2 separate regions of the Mus musculus genome follow, and region 1 is linked to region 2. A link is a contact called in public Hi-C data. All regions are on one chromosome and are shown on one strand. Each heading gives the region's core, a stretch centred on a gene start, on an enhancer-like site or on the middle of the called end of the contact. The rest is flanking DNA. Distances are from core to core; before and after follow the strand shown. Region 1 holds the start of Ccdc126 (coiled-coil domain containing 126). Region 2 overlaps Gpnmb (glycoprotein (transmembrane) nmb).

What was found. Hi-C and Micro-C count contacts between places; a contact is called where the count stands out from the background.
Region 1: a Hi-C map of Th1 cells shows a contact between it and region 2, with 4 times the contacts expected there. The contact joins the promoter of Ccdc126 here to the enhancer-like site in region 2. A contact is called at or near these places in 19 of 39 promoter capture datasets (the 3T3-L1 cell line, 3T3-L1-derived adipocytes, the C10 cell line and 11 more), 1 of 15 datasets of contacts at CTCF or cohesin (embryonic stem cells), 28 of 484 Hi-C or Micro-C datasets (the 63-12 cell line, the AML12 cell line, CD4 T cells and 21 more), 14 of 115 datasets of contacts at active chromatin or transcription factors (the 230-238 cell line, the SCID.adh cell line, astrocytes and 10 more) and 4 of 9 other capture datasets (adipose tissue, embryonic stem cells, liver and 1 more).

What each region holds. Positions count from the first base shown.
Region 1 is chr6:49,317,995-49,324,186 of GRCm38.p6, forward strand. It overlaps Ccdc126 (coiled-coil domain containing 126), which reads left to right and starts at 1,280. Exons shown (of 3, transcript NM_175098.6): 1 at 1,280-1,486.
Region 2 is chr6:49,048,294-49,053,706 of GRCm38.p6, forward strand. It overlaps Gpnmb (glycoprotein (transmembrane) nmb), which reads left to right. Exons shown (of 11, transcript NM_053110.4): 7 at 2,117-2,215; 8 at 2,731-2,833; 9 at 3,525-3,733. Among named protein-coding and RNA genes, the nearest start is that of Gpnmb, 14 kb to the left of the region's middle. Within about 2 kb of position 3,883, at least 20 of the 459 cell types and tissues checked have an H3K27ac peak or open chromatin away from gene starts, as enhancers often do. A contact at or near this core is called in Th1 cells and Th2 cells, where this site is marked.

The sequences.
Region 1 (6,192 bases), core at 30-2,529, 270 kb after region 2:
CTTGTCTTTTGTTTGTTGCTGTTAAAACTGTCTTTCCCAGGCTGCATTTGATTTCCAGGTCCTCCTGTTTTGTTTGGTGTGTGTGTGTGTGTGTGTGTGTGTGTGTGTGTGTGTGTATGTATGTGTGAAAGAGCGACAGAGAGAGAGAGAGAGAGAAACACACAGAGAAAGACACAGAGACACAGAGAGAGAGACACACAGAGACACACACAGAGACACAGAGAGAGAGATGCACACAGAGAGGCACACAGAGAGAGGCACACACAGAGACATATACACACACAGATAGAGAGAGACAGAGGGAGAGAGAATTTTATGAGTATTGGTATTTTGCTTGCATATACCTTAGTGTACCAACTGTATTCCTGGTGAGGCCAGAGGAAGACTGTCAGATATCCAGAAATGGGGTGACAGATGGTTGTGAGCCACCATGTGGATTCTGGAAACTAAACCCGAGTGCTCTCTAAGCACAAGGGCTCAGCCATCTTTCCAGCCCAATTTGACTTTTTAACGTGTAATTTTGTGTGTGCTGAGCATTTAATCAGGGCCATATTCATGCTAGCCAAGTGTTCTACCACTAAGCTGCATACCAAGTCCCGAAGTACTTGATTTTTTAAAAATGTATTAACTTTGTTAAACTCTTATTAATTGTAATAATTTGTCTACAAGTTGTTTTGTATTTGTCATGTGTATACATATTTATACCATCCGTGACAAGAATATCTTTAAAACACTTTATTTGTATTCATGTAATTGTGTGTGAGTGTGCTGAGGTCTGCAGAGGCCAGAAGCAGATGGGATCCCTTGGAGCTGGAGTTCCAAGAGATTATGAACCTCTTGATGTGGGAGCTGGTAATTGAACTCTGGTCTTCTGGTCCCTCAGCAAACTGTCTGAACTTTTGAGCTAGGTCTCCAGTCCTCAGAAAAGGATAGTTTGTTTCTATTAGTCTTTAGTCCTTTTAGTTATTTTTTTATCCTATTTCCCTGAGTGAGGACCTTCAGGAGCACCATGGGGACATTGGACTCTCCAACACTAGGATGCCCTCTAGTGTCAGACAACAGCATTAGGGGTTTCTTTTCTAGTGGAAGGTAGATAGTAGGATGCTTCACCACTAGTGGCGAATAGGGTGCTGAGTTTTCTCTAGTAGCAATGCAGCTGCTGCGCCTCTTAGTTGCTAAGCAACCGCGTCGCCCTGAGCCCCTGGGCCAACAGCACGTGCTGTCTCTCCGCAAGGCGGGACTACATTCCCCACAATGCCGCGCGCAGTAGGCCCTGGCCGGAGAATGGGGGAAGGGTGGCCGGGAGGCGGAGCGGAAACCGGGAGTAGCGTCCCCGGGTGCCGAGCGCTCTCGGTCCTACCTCCGTCCTGGCCCGCAGGCTGTTGCGGCGCCGCTAACGCCCTCCCGTGGCGGGCTGTGGCTGTACTTCCAGTTTGTGAGCCCCGCGGCGGCGGCCCGCGTGATTGAAAGGAAACCAGCAGGCCAGGTCAGACGGAGGAGATTGGGGAGGCGGGAGGCGGTGTCCCTGCGGCCCCGGCTTTGCTACTTTGACAGCCTCGACCGCCGGGCCGGGCTCCGCGGTGCTCTGCGGGGATGGGCAGTCTCTGCGGCCGCGCTCATTTGTGCTCCACTCTTGACAGCTCAATTCTCTCGTTAGGAGAAGGACGTGAAATGCCCATTAAACCTGCCAAACTCTTCTCCTGGGAGGCTGGGGAGGAACTTTATCTGCTGTAGGTACAGGCGGTGGCAATTGAATGGCCAGGCAGCCAGGATTCGAACCCCTGGCGTCCCTCTGCCTGCTGCTTCATTCAGGCTAAGCAATGGCTCCAAGCCGATGTGTTTCATCCAGCAGATGGAGATCTCATACAGTTTTAAGTTGTTAGATTTATGGATAATAAGCTATTACACCTTGAGTTTTTCATTTGATGAAAAGATGTTTTGAATGTGATTCGAAGTGTGTGGACTTTTGGTTAATCACTAGGTTGTGTGTTCAGTTTATATTTTTACTTCTTACATGCAGAGAATTCCTTAAGATATGCTGGCTTCTTAATTTCCGCCCCTTTAAGATGGCTGAGAATGTTCTAAGGAAATTGATGACTCTGCTTTCCTGGGGATCAGCTCTGTATATAACTGTACAAGGACTCACCTCCCCCACCTCCCTAGCCTGGTCCCATAGGAAACCCTTAAAAGGAGATTAAAGGCTTTGTCCGTCAGATCCTTTGCAGCTTTGCCCTATGTCAACTTTCTGTACTGTTTCTAATGGTTCAGTCGTTTCTCTCCTCCCCACTCCCCTTCTCTCATTTTCTAGACAGGATTTCTCTGTGTAGCCCTGGCTGTCCTGGAACTCACTCAGTAGACCAGAAAACTATAAATCCCCTTACGCATTTATTCGTGACCAGGCTGGCCTCAAACTCAAGAGATCCTCCTGCCTCCGCCTCCCTAGTGCTGGGATTAAAGGTGTGCGCCACCATCACCTGACACCCACTTAGGATTTCTGTTCCCAGGTTATAGTTTTTGTCTGGAGACACATTGAGTGAATGCAGTAAATCTGATCAGGAACGACTTCAACGTGTTCAGGTTCTGTCAGTTGTTTTTACCCTTGCTTTCTCAATGTTATTGACATTGGGTTTTCAAGGAAAGCTTTATAAAACTTTAACTGAATTTCATTTTTATTTAACGTGTATGCCCTGTATGTACTATTTTGAGTCGAGACATGATGATTTATGTGACTGTGTGATATCTTTAGGGAAAGGGGAGCCTTCTAATGATTGCTAGAACAGTAGCAGTTAATAATTGTGGAAGGGGGCATACGCATGCAAACATTTCTGATTAACCTTAAAACGTGCGGCAGAAACACTCATTTTGAAGAAAATGTCTCTCCTTGGTGTTATGAGTGCAGTAGAGGAGAAGGTGAGAACCGCAGCCTTGGTTCTTGTCCTGTTCTGCCACCATCCGCATGACCTTAGCTCTGCTTTCTCTGCAGTTCTCCTTTCCCCGTGTCTACAGTAATGAACAGATCGATTCGTCTATCTCAGACTTCCAATGCTAAGGATCTTGGAACATCCATTTTACTATAGCGGAAAACTATAAATCCCCTTACACATTTATTCGTGTCCTTGTTCCCTGCCCTTTACGTTTTACAGTTCTTTCCTTCCACCCTGATAAAAAGGGATTCTCGTGGAAGAGCTAGGAAGCTGCAGAAATCATGATCCCTACCAACCAGCATCGGCTCTGCGAGCTGCGGCTCCTTTTCCTTCCATCCTAGTGGTCCTGGGTACCTCTTGCCTGTGCACTCTTAGCTTCTGGTCTCACTTCTCTAACCCGTTTTCATTTTTCCTTTTCATAAATTCATCTGCTTCAGCCATTGTTTTCTCTCTGGTCTCTTTATGTAGAAGGCCCCTGGCAGGGGTGCCCTGTGCTAGCCCGTTCATCTGGAAAGAGGTGTAGGGCCATATGACACAAGCTATGATTGGCTAAGGCTCTGAGCAGCTCAGCCTGTGACCGAAATATCTGATGCTGCATAATGTGGTTTTAGATTAAACACTCTCTACAGCACAGTGATAAAGCACTCTTCTTTTGATATAGTGCTTCCTGTTTTCAATCCCAGCCTTACTTTACCCCCACCCCTATCTCACCATAGCTCTGGCTGGACTGGAACTCGCTGTGTAGACTGGTCTTCAACTCACTGAGCTCTAACTGCTTCTGCCTGCCTCATGCTGGAATTAAAGCCCTGTGCCATCAGGCAAGAGTACTTTAGTGTACTTTATTCTCTCTCTCTCTCTCTTTTTTTTTTTTTTTTTTTTGGTTTTTTGAGACAGGGTTTCTCTGTATAGCCCTGGCTGTCCTGGAGCTCACTTTGTAGACCAGGCTGGCCTCGAACTCAGAAATCCGCCTGCCTCTGCCTCCTGAGTGCTGGAATTAAAGGCGTGCGCCACCACCACGCCCGGCTTTATTCTCTCTTTTAAGATCTATTTTTATAATTGTTACCGCTGTTGCTTCTCTTCCCCAAGATGCCATCTGAAAATGTTAAGATATCTCTGTGTCACCTTAGTAGGAACTCTTGTGTAGCTTTCTTCAAGGCAGTAGATTTTATTTATTTATTTTTCAACCTTTAGTTCTTAGCACTGTGGATTGAACTCAGTAGCTACATACCCCCAGGCCTAAGCATCTTCAAGTTTAGGCCTAATTATAGAGTTGGTAGCTGTTGCCTGTGTTAATTCTTTTCCACCAGATATTTGCTTCAGGCAGTATTATGTAGAGAAAATATTTTAGGAATGGACAGTTTCCAGAAATTCCATTCCAGGGCCAAGTCTGGTGTGTGTGTGTCTGTGTGTGTAGGGCTTAGTTCTGCATCTTGCATTGGAGAGAGCTATGTGTACTTCTGACTGTTGGTGAACATACCATATCTTTTTTATACTCTACATATGCCTCTATGGCTGTGAAGTCCTTTGGAGACAACAGGCGGGTGTGATGCTTATAGCACCTTAGGCTGAGTGCCGGCAGCTCTGCTTTTGGCTGCTGCTGCCGCTGCCACCTCTGTTAGATATTATTCATAACAGCACAGAATGTAGCACTGAATCAAGGTGAAATGGGTTTTGAATGAGAGATTTGAAGGTAGGATTAGCCATCTGTTAATGTTTTTAACATTACAGTTGCTATTACAATGCTTTCGTTAAAAAAATATGGAAATACTTTGTAACGGGCAGTTTAAAAGGAACTTGTTTTTAAAAATACTTTTAAAAACTGAAACTCAGCAAGAAATCTTTATCTGTAGATTTCATGGACATGCCTGCATGCCTGTATGTAGAAATAAATGTACCCAGAAAAAGTGCAAAATAGTCTGTAGTCTGTACATTTTTCTCTGATGATTTCTGCTTTATTTTTTAAAACATTGCTAATTGCAAATGATCTGTTTTGTTCCCTGCTTTTGGGAAGCAGTGGGGCCCTGAGCTGAGAGTTAGGATGTTTTGAATGTCCTGACTCTGTGCTCTTCTTCCTTCTTTTCTATAATTCTAGTTTAAGTATTTCGTGGTTAGTTGTCTTTCTTTTGTTCTAGCAATAAAGCTGGCCTAACAGGTTTATCTTTTGGTTTGGGGCTAGGGAGAAACCACTGAAATGTTGCTTAACTACTTGGCTATTTGCATGGCATACTGCTTGGTGAGATGTGTGAGAGAGAGCTTTGAACACTGCAGTCTTTTAAAGCAGCAGTTCTCAACCTGGGGCTTGTGACCTCCAGAAGGGTAGCATATCAGTTGTTTACATTATGAGTCATAACAGTAGCAAGGTTACAGTTATGAAGTAACAATACAATAATCTTACGGTTGGGGGTCACCACAACATGAGAATTGTATTAAAGGGTTGCAGCATTAGGAAGGTTGAGAATCACAGCTTTAAAGTTTTTTGTTTGTTTGTTTTTGTTGTTTTAAAGTCAGGGTCTCATTGTGTAGCCCTGGCTGCCCTCAAACTCAGATCTTGCTCCTGTCTCTTGAGTACTGGATACAGGCATGCGCCACTATACCTGCCTCCTGTAAAGATTTTATAAGTTGGAGTGTCAATAATAAACCCTGTAACAAATAGAGAAATTTAGAAAAAAACTTCTGCCAGTCTTTGCTGTCTGATGTCTGTACTCCTTAGGGAATGTATTTTTCAGAGTTTGACACATTGTGCTTAAAATACCTCGTAACAGGTTTTTCTCTGTTAACATTCTTGGAATTGTTCCCTAGACTTTGTTTTGCACCCCACTTCCTCTTAATCCTCTTCCTATTAGAAAATACAAGTTCAGTGCTTTCCTGTTTGTAAAGATCATCACATCAGGTCATTATTGATCCTGTATGTTACACAGATAGCCTGACAAGCTCCTAAGAAATGGGACATTAGGCCTTTCTTTGCCTGGGGTTTCTTTGCTATTTGTGAGGGGAAATGTCTTTTTTCTATCAGAGGTGGACAACTTACTGAGGGCCAAAATTCTGCAAATCTCCCACACCTCTCATCTCTCCCACCTTGTGAAATTTTTATGCAAATCGTTTACTTTCTCCATATTTGTTTATACAAAGACAGCCCCTCCCCAACCCTCCAGAATTTGACAGCCTGGGGCAGCAGACTCCTTCCCTCTTTCTTTCATTCTCTTTGAGATGACTGTGAGATTGGATGCCAGCTGATGTGGAAAAAGATGCAGGCATCACCTGTGTCAGA
Region 2 (5,413 bases), core at 2,633-5,132:
TAGGTTTGCATTGCCCAAATTTATTCCTTTATAGAATGTTTTAAATTGTAAAATAGTTAATCCACATTTCTTACTAAAAGTTGGAACTAACCAGGGAGAAGCCTAGCATAGAAGGAAAAGTCCCCATGTTCTCTCTTCCCCAGTTCATCCTGGCGTTGCTGGCCACGTCTCTGCGCAGATCATTCTCTATGCACCTGGCGTTGCTGGCCACGTTTCTGCGCAGATCATTCTCTATGCATTTACAAACATCCTATGTGGTCTGTCATTTTGGATGTTATGTAAATGGGTTCACATCATGTGCTGTGTTCTTTGCCCCTCTTTGCTAAATAACCACAGAAAGCTTTCAGTTACTGTGCATGGAAATCTCTCACACCTGACCGGGTGTCGCACAGTGTCACAGGGTGTACTGATAAACACCCACAAGCTTGTTGGTGAGCAACGAAGGGATCGCAAGTCCAGTTACAAATGTAGCAGTACTGGGCTAGTCCAGACATACAGCTTCATCTCACTCTAAACCCCCTCCCTCCCCGCTCTCCTCCCTCCTCCTACATTTCCCTTTCCCCAGCCTCTTATGTAGCCCAGGCTAGCTTCAAACTCACTATTATCGTCTGGTGATCCTCTAGCCTTCACCTTCTAATGGCTGGGATTACAGGCCCACAGCACCACACTTGGGAACCAAACACAGTCCTTTTCAAATGATGGGGCAGGTACTCTTCCAACCGAGCTACATCTATAAGAACCAACTCCTTTATCTGCCAGAATAGATAATTTTCCTTATAAATAGAAAGAGCAGCTGGAAATTCTAAATAGATTATAGATGCCTTTAGTATCTAAAAAAAAAAAAAAAGCTGGTTATTTTACTTAATTTGGGCTTTTGAAATCACATTTTTATCAAACCAGATGTTTTTCTTAGAAGCTGTGTCATGCCATATGTCAAACATATTTCTGAAGCCAATTTCAAAAGGTATTTTAATTTGCTGCTATTGTTTTTCCTAAGTCAAGCTGTAAAACAAAAGCCAATTCGGCTCTACGAAGAGGACTCCTGTCTTAAATACAAAGGTGCTCACTCACCCGTAATCAATTCAAAACATCTTAAAACAGCTGGAGGTGGGGAGGGCTAAGCAATGGGGCCTGGAGTGATTCCATAAGTTAGCCATAGCTTTTTATATGTTTAACCATTTATTTGAGTATGTGTTTAGATGTCTGTCTGTGGGGTGTGTGTGTGTGTGGGGGGGTCACCTCACTCCACACCAGTCGGTGTATGTATAGACCTGAGGTTGATGCCAGGAGTCCTCCACTGTAGCTTTTGACCTCACATTTTGAGACAGGGTCCCTTGCTGAACCTGCAGTTTGCTTTCTGGCTCAGCTGGATGGCCATGGAGCCACCTGAGATCTCTCTCCACCCAGCCCAGGGCTGGGGTTACAGCTATTGCTGTTGGGTGGCTAAGCATGATTTGTAGAAGGATTTTTTTTCCCCACTAGTGAGCATATCCAGCTATGTAGACCATATAAATGGGCTTGTATTTTTTATAAAAATTTATTTTATCATTATTATTATTGGTGGGGGTGATGATGTGTGTGGGGGAGGGGGTGGGTATAGGGGATTGGTTCTCTCCTTCTACATGCAAACCAGGCTTGCCAGGCTCACAAAACAAACTTCTTTACCCACTGGTCCATCTCACTGGCCCAGCTTGTATTATTGAACATTATTAGTTGACAAGCAAGTGTGTGCCCTCTGTTCTGGAAGTAGCTTCAGAATACAGTTCAGGTAAACTCAGAAGCCAGGGGCACCAGGAATGTGGCTGAGAAGCAGAGCGCAGGCCTGGGTTCTATTCTCAGCACTGCAGTAAGTCAGTAAGCAGCAGCTTGAAGCCCTGGCTCAAAAACCAAACAAATAGCCAAGTGCAACTACAGGCCTATAAAACCACAACCAAGCTGAAGTTTAAGCCAGCCTAGGCTACATGAGCCCCTGTCTGGAAAAAAGATAAAACAAACACCAAAACAAAAATAATAAAGAACGATTGACAAGTGTCTCTGTTTTTTTGTAATAGTATGTTAACTCCATCGCACTCTTCATCCCTGTTTATTTTAAACTTTTATGACTTAAACTTTCTAGTGCCTACTGGTTACAAATCCATGGAGCTGAGTGACATTTCCAATGAAAACTGCCGAATAAACAGATATGGCTACTTCAGAGCCACCATCACAATTGTAGGTAAGGCTGAAGACCAGTGGGGGAGGGATGCCAGAATCTTCAAAGCACCCATTCACTTAGCTAACGCTAGAAGGGCAGAGACAAAGGAGGAGGGTCCTTGTCCTATCTAAGGTGATGGAAGAAGGTATCTCTTATTTTCTTTCCTTCTCCTTTGTTAAGGGATATTCTATAGTTAGTTAAGAAGTTACAGAACTAACAGGGTTTGAAGGCTCGGGGGCCTACAGCTGGGGTTCATGGATTGCTGTCCTGGAGGATGAATGTCAGGTCTGGTGTCTGAAAAGGAGCACTTCCCGGTTTGTGAAAGGCCACCCCCTTGCTCGTCCTCACATGGCAGAAGAGACAAGGTGGCTCCCTGAGGTCTCTCCATAAGGGCACTGACCACATCCTCAACAGAGGTTTCACCCCCTCACACGAAACTTAGTTAGGATTTCAGCCCAGCGAACAGTCTATGGCAGAATGGTTTCCTCTGGTTTCTGTGGCATGTTGACACTTCTCTCTGGTGGCTGTTTTGCTAGAGGGGATCCTGGAAGTCAGCATCATGCAGATAGCAGATGTCCCCATGCCCACACCGCAGCCTGCCAACTCCCTGATGGACTTCACTGTGACCTGCAAAGGGGCGTAAGTACAGGCTCGTGACAGAGGAAGGCTAAGTGAGGTCTGAATAAAGGGCTGACCACTAAATCCTTCTGAAGAGGATTTAGACGCCTAAGTATTAGAAACCTCAGATGAGCTGTGTATAGGAGACAGGTGCTTGTCTCTAATCCCAGTCGTCATGAGGGGCTAAGTAAGGCAGGAGACCACGGCTGTATAGTGAGCCTTTCTCTCAATAAATAAATAAATAATAAAATAAATAAATGGGGGGTGGGCATGGTAGAGGGCATCCTAGCATATGAGAAGCCCTGGGTTGGATCCCCATCACTACATAAAGCAGGCATGGACTGCATGCCTGTAATCACAGTACCTAAAGGTGGAGGCTGGACAGTCAGGGACTTAAGGCCATCTTTAACTACATGGTAAGTTTGAAGCCGACCTAACTATATGAGTCCCTGTCTTTAAAAAAGAAAAAGAAAAAAAGAAAGGAAATGCAGAGAGAGAGGAAATGAAAGAAAAGTAAAAGCCCTGCTTAAAATTGTTATTGCATAGTGTCCTGTGTCTATAATCCTAGCACTCAAGAAGCTGAGGCAGGAAGATCACCAGTGCCAGGCCAACAGTGTGAAACCCTGTTTCAAAAATATCACCTCCCCTCCAACTTTGCATTCTTTTCTCCCTCCTGTGATCTATGTGCCCTCACCCCTGTCTCATGTCACAGCACCCCCATGGAAGCCTGTACGATCATCTCCGACCCCACCTGCCAGATCGCCCAGAACCGGGTCTGCAGCCCTGTGGCTGTGGATGGGCTGTGCCTGCTGTCTGTGAGAAGAGCCTTCAATGGGTCTGGCACCTACTGTGTGAATTTCACTCTGGGAGATGATGCAAGCCTGGCCCTCACCAGCACCCTGATCTCTATCCCTGGCAAAGGTGAGGTTTGTTTATAACCTTATGAATGTTTCCTATGGCAGAAGTATACACCCTCGAAGGCTTCACTCGCAGTGTTTATCTCATGGCCAGGTTCTTTGAACCATCACGTGTGCAGTCTGGCTGTCGTTGACTGAGTTGTCACTATGTGGCTTAGGTATGCAGTAACTCACAACAACGTCTACCAGGGCTGTAGCACTGAGAATGAGGTGGAGAGAGCATCTTGCCCTTACAGGTCAGGGCACACTGGCACCTGCCAGAGAGCTGGGGAGGATGTGGGGGGAGAAAGCCACAACGGGGCAGCCAGAGGCTGGGAACATTTCCGTCTCCTGACCTCCGGGAGCTGTGTAGCTAAGGCTGCCCCAGCCCTGTGCCTTTCAGAATTACCTTTAAAATCTTAGCTTGTTCCACATTGTTCCCCTGTACTGGCAAACTGCAGGTTTCCTGTGTGGGCTGTTTTTGTTGTAGTGAGTGACTGAGATCTGAAGGAAGGAGGCTGAGATGGAACATAACAGTGGGGCGCTTTCTTGGCATGAGTGAGCCAACAAGACCAGGCTTCTAATCCAGCATCTTAAGAAAAGAAAAAAAAAACAGGAAACTGGGAGGTGTGGTGTGGGACACATGCCTACCTCCCAGTACTCACGAAATTGATACAGGAGGGTCGCAAGTACAAGTCCAACTCGGGTATAGCACATAACAAAACCTGAGAGAGAGAGAGAGAGAGAGAGAGAGAGAGAGAGAGAGAGAGAGAGAGTGTGTGTTAGTTCAGTCAGTCAAGTGCTTACCTTGCAAGCATGAGAACCAGAGTTCAGATCCCCAGAACCCCCACAAAAAGCCAGGAGTGGTGATGTGCACCTGAAATCCCAACAATGGTAAGATGGGAGGTGGAGACAGACAGACTCCTGGAAGCTCACTCACCGTTCAGTCTAACACACTTGACCAATTTCCAAACCAAAGAGAAAGCCATTCTCAAACAAAAAGAGGAATGACACCCATGGTTTTCCTTTATCTCCACATGTTCACAAGTGCACCCACACCCACACAACCCCCCACACACAACCATGCACACATACAATCATACACACATGCAACCATGCACACACACAACCATTTACACACAACTATGCACACACACAACCATGCACACACGCAATCATGCACACACATGCAACCATACACACACATGCAACCATGCACCCACACAGAGCAGTAAGGAGAAAAGTCAGAAAAAGAAACAAACAAACAAAAAACCCAAAACCAAAACAAAAAACAAAAACAAACAAACAAACGAACGAAAAACCTGTAATCCAGTGAGTGTTCTAACTTATTAACTCAAATTTCAAAATCAGAATTTCAGAAATAGAGAACTCAACCGAAAACTCACTGATATTTAGCTGAAATTCTCTTTATTGATTGATAGTCACTAAGCTGTCTGCTTCATGCTCAGCACAGAGCTCTGCACAAGACAGAAGTCACTGACTAAGGAACAAAACAGGGAGGACCCCTGCTTCCCTGAGCAGTAACAGATGTTATAGGAAAACGTTTAGACCAATTCAATTTCACAGTTTGTTTAAGCACCAAACTGAGCAACACTGGAGTCAGAAGTGGCCCAGACCAGATCCCATTGACAGCTCCCCAAACTGGCTGTCAGAACCTAGGAGCAACCATTGCTGACTGCTAATT